Linked DNA regions of Mus musculus: region 1 is linked to region 2. A link is a contact called in public promoter capture Hi-C data. All regions are on one chromosome and are shown on one strand. The core of a region is the stretch at or near the end of the contact, and the rest is flanking DNA. Distances in the headings are between cores, read along the strand shown.

Region 1 (4,572 bases), core at 1,505-4,004, 2.3 Mb before region 2:
CCCTGTTCATGTTTGAAGAGGTGACCTTTAGAGAGGTGATTATGGTAGCAGGAGGTCATTAGGAAAGGTGCTAATCTACTGTCCTATGGCTGTGTCCTTAAAAAGAACCGAAGATGAGGAGACAGACTGACAGACACACACAGAGTACCCTTTGAGGCAGAAGGCAAGGCCTCAGGAGCAAAGACCTTGTTCATACCTTGACTTCCAGCCTTTAGATCACAAAAGTAGAATTTTTGCAGGGCAGTGGTGGCACATGCCTTTAATCCCAGCACTTGGGAGGCAGAGGCAGGCAGATTTCTGAGTTCGAGGCCAGACTGGTCTACAGAGTGAGTTCCAGGACAGCCAGAGCTACACAGAGAAACCCTGTCCAGGAAAACCAAAAAAAAAAAAAAAAAAAGGTTTAATTTCTTTTTCATGTATATAGTATTCTGTCTGCATATATACCTGCACGCCAGAAGAGGGCACCAGATCTCATTATAGATGATTGTAGCTGGGAATTGAACTCAGGACCTTTTGGAAGAGCAGCCAGTGCTCTTAACCTCTGAGCCATCTCTCCAGCTCCAAGAGTAGACAAAGTCAAGTCGCTGAGTCTGGGGCACTTTGTTCTGGTAGTCCCAGCAAACAAATATTCTACAAGTTTTATTGAAACAGAAAAAGAATTGAACTCAAGGAAATGTGTGTGCTGGGACTGTTTTGTGGCAAGGGCTTGACTATGTCATACAAACTTGGGAATGGAAGGACGCAAGGCTAATGAGTGGATTGGGTAAAGCAGTGGTATAGCAGAATCCATAGCAGAATCTGTGCAGAGCAAAGGGGTTTAACACAGGCACTCTCTTCTCTTTGTGGTACGCCTAATACTTCTCCATGATGAAGCATTTGGGGGTACCCCCAGCTCTGAGCTATGTTTTCTCTCTACACAATGGCATTCATGAGTGATAAGCTCACCTTTTCATGTTTATCCCCTGCAGAGCAAGATATTCTTGCTCTTTAAGACTCAGATTGGGTGAGCCTTTTTCAAGATAGAATGGCAGGGAAGCATCCCCAGGCCCTCCAAAGAAGATAGGGCTCCACCTGGTTCCTCTGTAGGGGCTGAAGAACTTGCTGCTCTTCCCTTCTTAGCACTTGTCTTACTGCAATGTACATTGGGGTCACTGAGAAGGGACAAGGCTCAGGGGCATCTGTGAGGAGGTCTGAAGGACCCTGGTCCTCCACCTTGGGACTCTGACCATGGTTATCTCCTAAAGACACCAACTGTATAGGGAACCAGGAGCTCCTGTGAGTGCTTCACTCTGGGTTTCTGGAGTATTGCTTTGTTTTTGTTTTTTTTCCGGACATACCATTGGCTGTCCTGGACCTTTTGAGGCATTCAATGACATGTTGATTTGGGATCCCTTGGGGTGACTCGAGAGCACAGGAACTGTGCAGCACTCCAAATCCTTCAATTCCTTCATTTGCCATTTGACTTTAATATGTATTGTGCACATGATGGTGAGAGGGTACATGTGTGGAGGTCAAAAGAGAATTTTGTGGAGTAAATTCTCTCAGTCCGCCTTTACCAGAGTTCTTGGGATTGAACTCAAGCAAGGCAGACAGATTTGCTTGGCATTTACTTGACGAGCAATCTCACCAACCCTTCCTTTGCTATGTTTTGAGGAGATCCCTCCCAAGTTCTGTTTGTTTGTTTGTGACAGGGTTACTCTATGTATAAAACAGAGTCCTGGCTGGCCTCTAATTCACAGAGATTCACCTGCCCCTACCTCTGGAGTGCTGGGACTAAAGGTGTGCACCAACACAATCGGCTTTTTCCAAGTTGTTGTTCTTGTTCTTCTTCTAAATTGTGTTGATAACGCTGGTTTTGCAAGCTGATCAGAAGTCTGCATATTTACAATGCTTCCCTCTTAGTTTGAGCTCCTGTGGCATCCTGCAGTCTAATTTTGGAGTTTCTTACCTGTAGTAGTGCACAAGATTTGCTAAACTTCCCAAGGACTGACAGGTATGGCTGAGATTGTGAGCAGCGCCTGCGGATGCAGAGGGTTCTGTGTATGCTCTACTTTACCCAGAGCTCACTACCCTACTACCCAGACCCGTTACTGCCAGGAAATAGGAAGTCCTGCTGAGAACTCAGCGTTGAGGTGACCAACTGTGGTCCCAGAGACTGTTCACCCTGGGACTGAGGGATGGGGGATGAGGTGTCTGCAGCAGAGTCTGGGAGAACATTCCAGGTCCCTCTTAAACGCTGCCCCGCCGGCAGTCCTTGATCCTGCCCTCTAGGGCTTGCTGACTCCCCAAGTTACTCCCACTACATCCAGCCCAGGACGCTCCCAAAGCCTATTGTGCCAATCAGTGCAGGCTCCACGGGCCGGGCCTTGGCCGCACACAAGTTACCGCCCACAAACCCATCCCACTACTTTGTTTCCAGATTTCCTCTCTCAGACAATCGGCTCTCCTTCGGCTCCGCATACCGAAAGCTTCGTGGCCTCGGCGCCATCTACAGGCTCCTCCCATACTCGTCCCAGCTCCACCCACCGGCCTACTCCGGGCCCCGTCACTTTAAGCCTCGCCCCTGTCCCAGGCTCCTCCCTCAGCCCGCATTTCCTCCTAGGCTCCTCCCACGGCCCGAGTCGGGTCCCGGGCTGCGCTCCTCGCCCCGCCCCGCCCCGCCCCGCCCTTCTCGCCCGCCCTCCAGTCCCGCCCCGTTGTTGGCTTTTGGCCCGCGAGGCCTCCGGGTTCCAGGTTTGGAGCTTTGCTTCCGGCCGCCCGGAAGGTCGGCGGTTCGGTCCCAGCGTCCCAACGATTCTTGAGTTCCTTTATCGGTCCCGCGGGCGCGGCCGTTGCAGGCAGCGCGGCCCGCACGCGCTGGGCGAATCTGCCGCGACGAATCGGCAGGCGTGGCGCCGGCGGCCTCGCGAGAGTGCGGCGCAGACGGAGGCGGCGCGACGGGCCTTGCGGGCTGAGGGCCGCGGGCGGAGAGCGGACTGCTGAGCGGCTGGGGGGCCGGTGGGGCCCCGCGGCTCCACCATGACGGGCCGCGTCTGCCGCGGCTGCGGCGGCACGGACATCGAGTTGGATGCGGCGCGCGGCGATGCGGTGTGCACGGGCTGCGGCTCGGTGCTCGAGGACAACATCATCGTGTCCGAGGTGCAGTTCGTGGAGAACAGCGGCGGCGGCTCGTCGGCGGTCGGCCAGTTCGTGTCGCTGGACGGTGAGTTCTGCAGCTCGGGCGAGGGGGCCGGGCAGGGCTGCGTGTGCGAGGTCCGAGGGAGGAGTCGAGGCTGGCGGGGAAACTGAAGTAGGTCGTCCTGTGACAGACCGTGGGCAGTCGGACAGGGAAACTGAGGCAGGGCCGGGCCGGGAATCTGCAGCCAGGTCCCCTCCGAGTCCCGTACGCCGATGTAAACTCCGCGATCTGCCCGGTCCAAGCGTCGCGGTCCGGTCCAACGGAGGTCGTCGGGCTGGGTCCCGAAATCTGACAGGCACGGCTTTCAGGCTCGCAGGTTCCGTTTATCCGGTTGGCCACTCTAACAGGTGTCATTGCCCTAAGGGCTATGAAGAAGATGTGCCCAGCCTCAATTCTCTGCCCAGTCGCCTGAGTCCTTATCTTTTTAAAATAAGGGTTTGTTTCCTAACCGTTGAATGTCGAGTCTCTAGGTGAGTTATACTTCCAAGTCTTTCTTTGTATATCTGATTCTTGAGGCAAATGTTACTATTTTGACCAAAGGTTTTACATTTTGAAGCATTCCAATTTGTCGCCTTTTCTTTCTTGAGAGTTTCCTTTGTCACGAATCTAAGATGTCTTTGAGTCACCGCGTTTGTCTTCTAAAAGTTATTGTTTACACTTTTACGCAGTTTTGTTTTTATTTTCTGTAGACTGGGGATCTAGCCCAGGGACTCTGGCACACTAAACAGTTCCCAAATCCCTATGTCAGTGGAAGCCTAGTCCACATTTTTTGAGTTAAGCCTTGTGGAAAGTGGGATGTGCGGGCTGAGGCTCCTTTCTTGTCTGCGGAGGTACCATTTTCCACACATAGTTTGCTGAAAGGATTCCTTTTTTTTTTTTTACATGGAGTTACCATTGTTCCTTCCGCAGAGGTCATTGTCTGCCCCCCTGTGTGAGTCTGCTCCGGGTTCTGTAGTGCATTCAGCCTGACCTTTTGTTTACATTTAATGTTTTGCGATCAGAATTGTGAGCCATCCAGCTTTTGCCTTCCTCTATGGACTAGTGTATTTGTAATCTCTTTCCCTTGGACTGTATGTAACTGTATTTGCATATTTATATGTATTGTGTGTATGGAGCTGGAGCCCAGGTCTTGCTCATACTAAGCAAGTGCAGTGCCACTGAGCTCTCTATGTTCCTAGCTTTTTATGGTTTACTTTGAGTTAGGGTTTTGACAAGTTGTCCAGGCTGGCTTTGAACTTAATCAGTAACCCAGGCAAGCATTGAGCTTGCAGTCCTCCTGACTCAGCCTCTTAAGTAGTTGCAGTTATGAACCTGTACTACCAGACCCAACTTTTTGGGTTTTTTTTTGAGACAAGATGTTCCTGTGTAGACTGGTTGGCCTTGAACTTTTAGCA
Region 2 (4,691 bases), core at 1,832-4,331:
TTTTTTTCCTATACAAACCAGAGGTACTAGATCCAGGTGAAGTGTGTCATGGGAATGATCCAATAGCTGGATGTGCAGCACAGGGAGGGAACACTTGCCTGGCATGCCGAAGGCCCTGATGTTCTGTCCACACCCAAGGGTGTGGGGGTCGGAGTGGTAAAGAAGTGGGGGGAGGCGAAGCCTGAACTAGTAATCTCTCGAAGTAAATTTAACTTTTTAAAGTTTTTTTTATTATTTATTTATACACATATGTGTGAATGCCACATATGTGCAGGTACCCGAAGAAGTTTGAAGAGGGCTTTGAAGGTGCTGGTGCTACAAGCACAGGTGTTTGTGAGCTGCCGAAGTGAGAGCTGGGGTCTAGGCTCAGAAGAACACCAGGCACTCTTTAACTACTGAGCCGTCTTCCAGGCCCCACGAATTTAACTTTTAAGCATACTGTATGCCCTATGAATTTAACTTTTTCTTTTTAAGATTTATTTATTTATTTATTATATGTAAGTACACTGTAGCTGTCTTCAAACACACCAGAAGAGGGAGTCAGATCTCCTTAAGGATGGTTGTGAGCCACCATGTGGTTGCTGGGATTTGAACTAAGTAAGGACCTTCAGAAGATTGGGTGCTCTTACACGCTGAGCCATCTCACCAGCCCCCGAATTTAACTTTTAAGCATACTGTATTTTTACATCATCATTATTTCTGTTTGGTTTTTCGAATTGCGAGTGTTTTTTGTCCTAGCTGGCCTGAAACTCTATAGAGGGCAGGCTGGTCTTGAACTCACAGAGATCCACCTGTCAAGGTACATGCTATCATACACACCTGGTTTGATTTTTTTTTTTTCCTTATGAGAGGACCCCACCATATAGCCCATGCTTGCCTCAAAAGTGATAATTGTAGCACAGGTTGGCCCTGAACTTACCAACTATAGTCCTGGCTGGCCACAAAAATCACAATTTGAGTGCTAGGATTGCAAGTATGCACAACCATGGTAGGGTCTAATTACAATTTTTCTAAGATTTCTTTTATTTTTTAAACTTATTTGTGTAAGCTGTAAGTGGGTCTCCAGAACCCAGAAAAGGACATCCAATTCCCTGGAGCTGGGGTTACAGGTAGCTGTGAGCAGCCTAACATGGGTTTTAGGAACTGAACTGGAGTCCTCTGCAAGAACAGTACAGGTTCTTCACCGCTGAGCCTTTGCTCCAGCCCCCAAATGTAGGTGTTGATAATATAAGCTTACATTTATTTCCAGAGAAAAATCTGGTATTTCAGTCAGAGCAGGAATGTTGAGACGGCAGTTCCTCTCAATGCTTGCTTTAACTCTAATTTACATCTCCTGAGTGTGTCAGGACTCTAATGGCCATCACAGCTATTACGAATTATAACATGTGCACTGCAGCCTCCCTTTTTAAAGAAGTGCAAAGGAAAGTTTCCCAGGTATCCAAGGTCAGCCAGCAGTGAGTCAGTAACAGGGTTGGGAACTGCACTAAAACTTCAGTTCCTACTCTTCAAACCACTGGATACTTTCCCAACCCCGAGAGAGGAGAGTCAACCAGCTATTTCCAAACGCTTCGGGAGTTCACTGACAAGAATAAAGACAAGTCAGAAGATTCACCTTGGACCAAAGAAACAAGCTTACGTTTGCACACCATCATTCCTTCCCTTGTCCTCCTAACCGTACAGTGCAACATAAACAGCAGCTGACTTTGGATATAGCCATCCCTGGGAACACGTCCTCTTCAATATGGACAACGTACTTTCCCACTAACTGAACATTTATAAGTGAATCTTCCATCACCTTGTCACATTCCGTTGGAGGTGCTATGGAGTGCATACATTTCCTTACTCTCTCAATGGTCAAAAGTTAAAATAAGCAATTCTTGCCAGTGACCAAAAAATAAAAAAATAAAATAAAATAAAAGCGCCAATAAATTGCTGCTTTTAACGAGACATTTTAAAACTCGATTGCATGCGTCACAGAATTACTGTTAAGTTCTTGGCTGGTTACTTTAAAGTAGCATTTAAGGCCTATCCCTCCCTGTTTGGGACATAGCCTGACTCGTTAGACAAGATAAATCTAGGCACGCTCACACACAACACCTCTGAAGCAACTTAGCCTATTTGAAAACATAATTCCAACCTCCCTAGTCTTGAGTACTCAGCCCTCTTACACTGCAAGGGACAGAATGACCCTCTTCAAAAACCTTTCGGGAGACGGTTCCCTCCGCGGAGACAATGACAGGCGACCTCCCGGAAAGGTTTTTGGAAACAGTGCTGACACCAGGAGAAGTGTCAGTGCGGCAGCAGGTGGAGTAGCCCTGCGTGCCGAGCAGGTCCTTTCTGACCTAGTCTCCAAGTCCTCCGCCTCCCTGTCCCGGTTCCGCCTTACGGACCTTTCCAAGCCGCCTCGCGTCCCGGTTCTCTCACCCAGGGCAGGACTCTCGAGCCTCCCGGGAAGCGAGGCCACCTAAAACGGCCGCCGCACCTCTTCCGGGGACTCGCAGGCCCGCTCCCGGGCGGGATCGGAACCTGACAGACCCCGCCGGGGGAGGAGGCGACCGGCTACTCCCGGGGCATCTCCGCGACCCGGCTCCAGAGCCCCCTCCTCCCCTAGGAGGCAGCGCTGCCGCCGGCGCCTCACTCCCGAAGCCCCCTCTCCTCCGGAGCACCTCAGCGGAGTTACCGGCCCACTCAAAAGTACAAGTGCCGGCCGCCCCCACCGGTCACCCCGGCCTCGCTGTCACCGCCCAGCTCCCGGCCTCGGCCCGCGCCGCCGGCGCGCCCCCGGTGACGCCCGGGTCGGTACCTTGCGGACCCCCTTGTAGATATAGAAGTAGAGCTCCCGGCCCACATTGAAGCAGAGGCGGTCGCCGTTGCCAGACTGGTCGTTGAGGTTTACGAAGGAGACGCGGACAGGGTTGGATCCCTGCGAGTTGAAGGGCACCCGGTTGGGCCGGCTGTACTCCGAGTGCTGCAGCAGCTTGTACAGACCTTCCCGGGTGGTGAATTGGGTCTTAATCTCGTTCATCTCCTTCCCTCCTCCCTCCGTCGCCATCTTGGAAAGCAGCGTTCATCCTGCCCTAAGTGCCCGGATCACGCCCACCGCGCAGGCGCCGTCCTCGGCCGCTCGCTTTCTCCACTCCCCACCCCCTTCTCCGCGGCCCCGCCCACTGGCGAGCCAGCCCCCACGAAGGCGGGCCGAAGCGAAGGGGGCGGGCTAGTTTTTAATGGTCCAACTGCGCACGCGCGCTCACCTGGCGCGCTCCACCCGGAGGGGCGTGCGCAAGCTCCTCCCCTGGGTGCCGCCCTCCTGGTGCGGGTCGAAGCGAGCGCGCTGAGCGTTGGTGCGGGGCTCCTGTCTCGCTCTGCAGCTTCGCTGAGGGACCCGATCCCTAAGAGACGCCACCGCGTTGGCCTTGGCCAGCTGGTGGTCCCGGCAGAGCCTGAGGCGAGCAGTGAAGTCCGGTGTTTGGACGTGTATGTCCCAGCTGTCCGCGATCCTCCCTGGGAAGCTAGGGAGGACTCCGACGGTCCGCTTGGGTGCGGGGTACCGATGCCTGGTGACAAGCCCCTCTACGTCTCACAGAAGATATCGATGGATTGGGCTTTATTACAGCTCAGGGTTTGGTTTGGTTTGGTTTGGTTGGGTTGGGTTGGGTTTTGTAGGCGGGGTGGGAAGAACCGCATGAATGTACAGGACTTGTGTTTTCAAGTCTCACCTGAAACCTTCCTGGTGAGCATTGGCTTGTTCTTGAGAAAGTAGGTTCTGTCGGAACTTCTGTCTCCTGTGCCTCTTAATAAAGGTTAAGCTAATTGATTTTCTTAAAGCCTCAAACGGAACCTGAAGTTGTTTGCCAGGAGAACCATCGAGTTGTGCTGAATATCCTGTACAAAGTATTAGGTGAAGGCAAGCGCACACATTAAAGTAGGACCTAACAGTCACCATTTGATGCTTCGATTTCTGGGTGTGTGCACTGGAATACAAAGGCTTCTAAAGTGATAAACGTTAAAATAGAATTCTAGAGCGGAGAAAATGTTACACGAAGAATGACCTATCCCTGAGAAATCCTGTCTGTAGAGCGAGCCCAGTACACTGTGGGCACCTGTGCTTCCAGACAGAAGGAATGCCTGAGCCCGGAGCTGGGAGGCTGCTACCCGAGCCCACAGACCGAGACTCCAACCTCACAAAAATTAATTGTACACAAGGGGGAGTGTTCTAAAGAAGTATAAATCATAGCCATTTTATGTAGTGGGAAGCAAGTACAGACACAGTAGAAACTGTGCCAGTGATGTAATAAGGCATTTGACTAACATCCTGTAGAACTGGCAAAAGAAAAAAAAAAAAGCACTACAGTAAATCCTTTTTTTGTTGTTTTTGTTTTTGATACTGTATTTCACTAAATAGCCCTGGCTGTCCTGGAACTCAACCAGAGATTAGGCTCCAACTCAGAAATCCATCTGTCTTTAACTACCAAGTGCTGGGCTTAATGGCATGAACCACACACCCAGCTTTAAAATCCTTTTTTTTTTTTTTTTTTGGTGGTTTTTTTTTTTTTCTTTTGGTGTTTTTTTGAGTTCTGGATCAAAGGCATGTGCCACCATCACCTGACTTTAAAAGTCTTCTTAATACATCCCTAGAATGCACTTTAAATTTCATTTTGTTGTTATTTGTCTTTTCCTATGAATGCAAATTT

What was found. Promoter capture Hi-C pulls out the DNA fragments that hold promoters and counts their contacts.
Region 1: a contact with region 2 is called in a promoter capture Hi-C map of cranial neural crest. The contact joins the promoter of Brf1 here to the promoter of Wdr20 in region 2. A contact is called at or near these places in 2 of 39 promoter capture datasets (cranial neural crest and liver).

The regions. Positions count from the first base shown.
Region 1 is chr12:112,998,803-113,003,374 of GRCm38.p6, reverse strand. It overlaps Brf1 (BRF1, RNA polymerase III transcription initiation factor 90 kDa subunit), which reads left to right and starts at 2,754. Exons shown (of 18, transcript NM_028193.3): 1 at 2,754-3,202. The coding sequence starts at 3,019. 9230104M06Rik (a long non-coding RNA gene) reads right to left here and starts at 2,651. Exons shown (of 3, transcript XR_001780729.2): 1 at 2,463-2,651; 2 at 1,949-2,018.
Region 2 is chr12:110,736,390-110,741,080 of GRCm38.p6, reverse strand. Wdr20 (WD repeat domain 20) reads right to left here and starts at 3,081. Exons shown (of 3, transcript NM_027149.4): 1 at 2,804-3,081. The coding sequence starts at 3,052.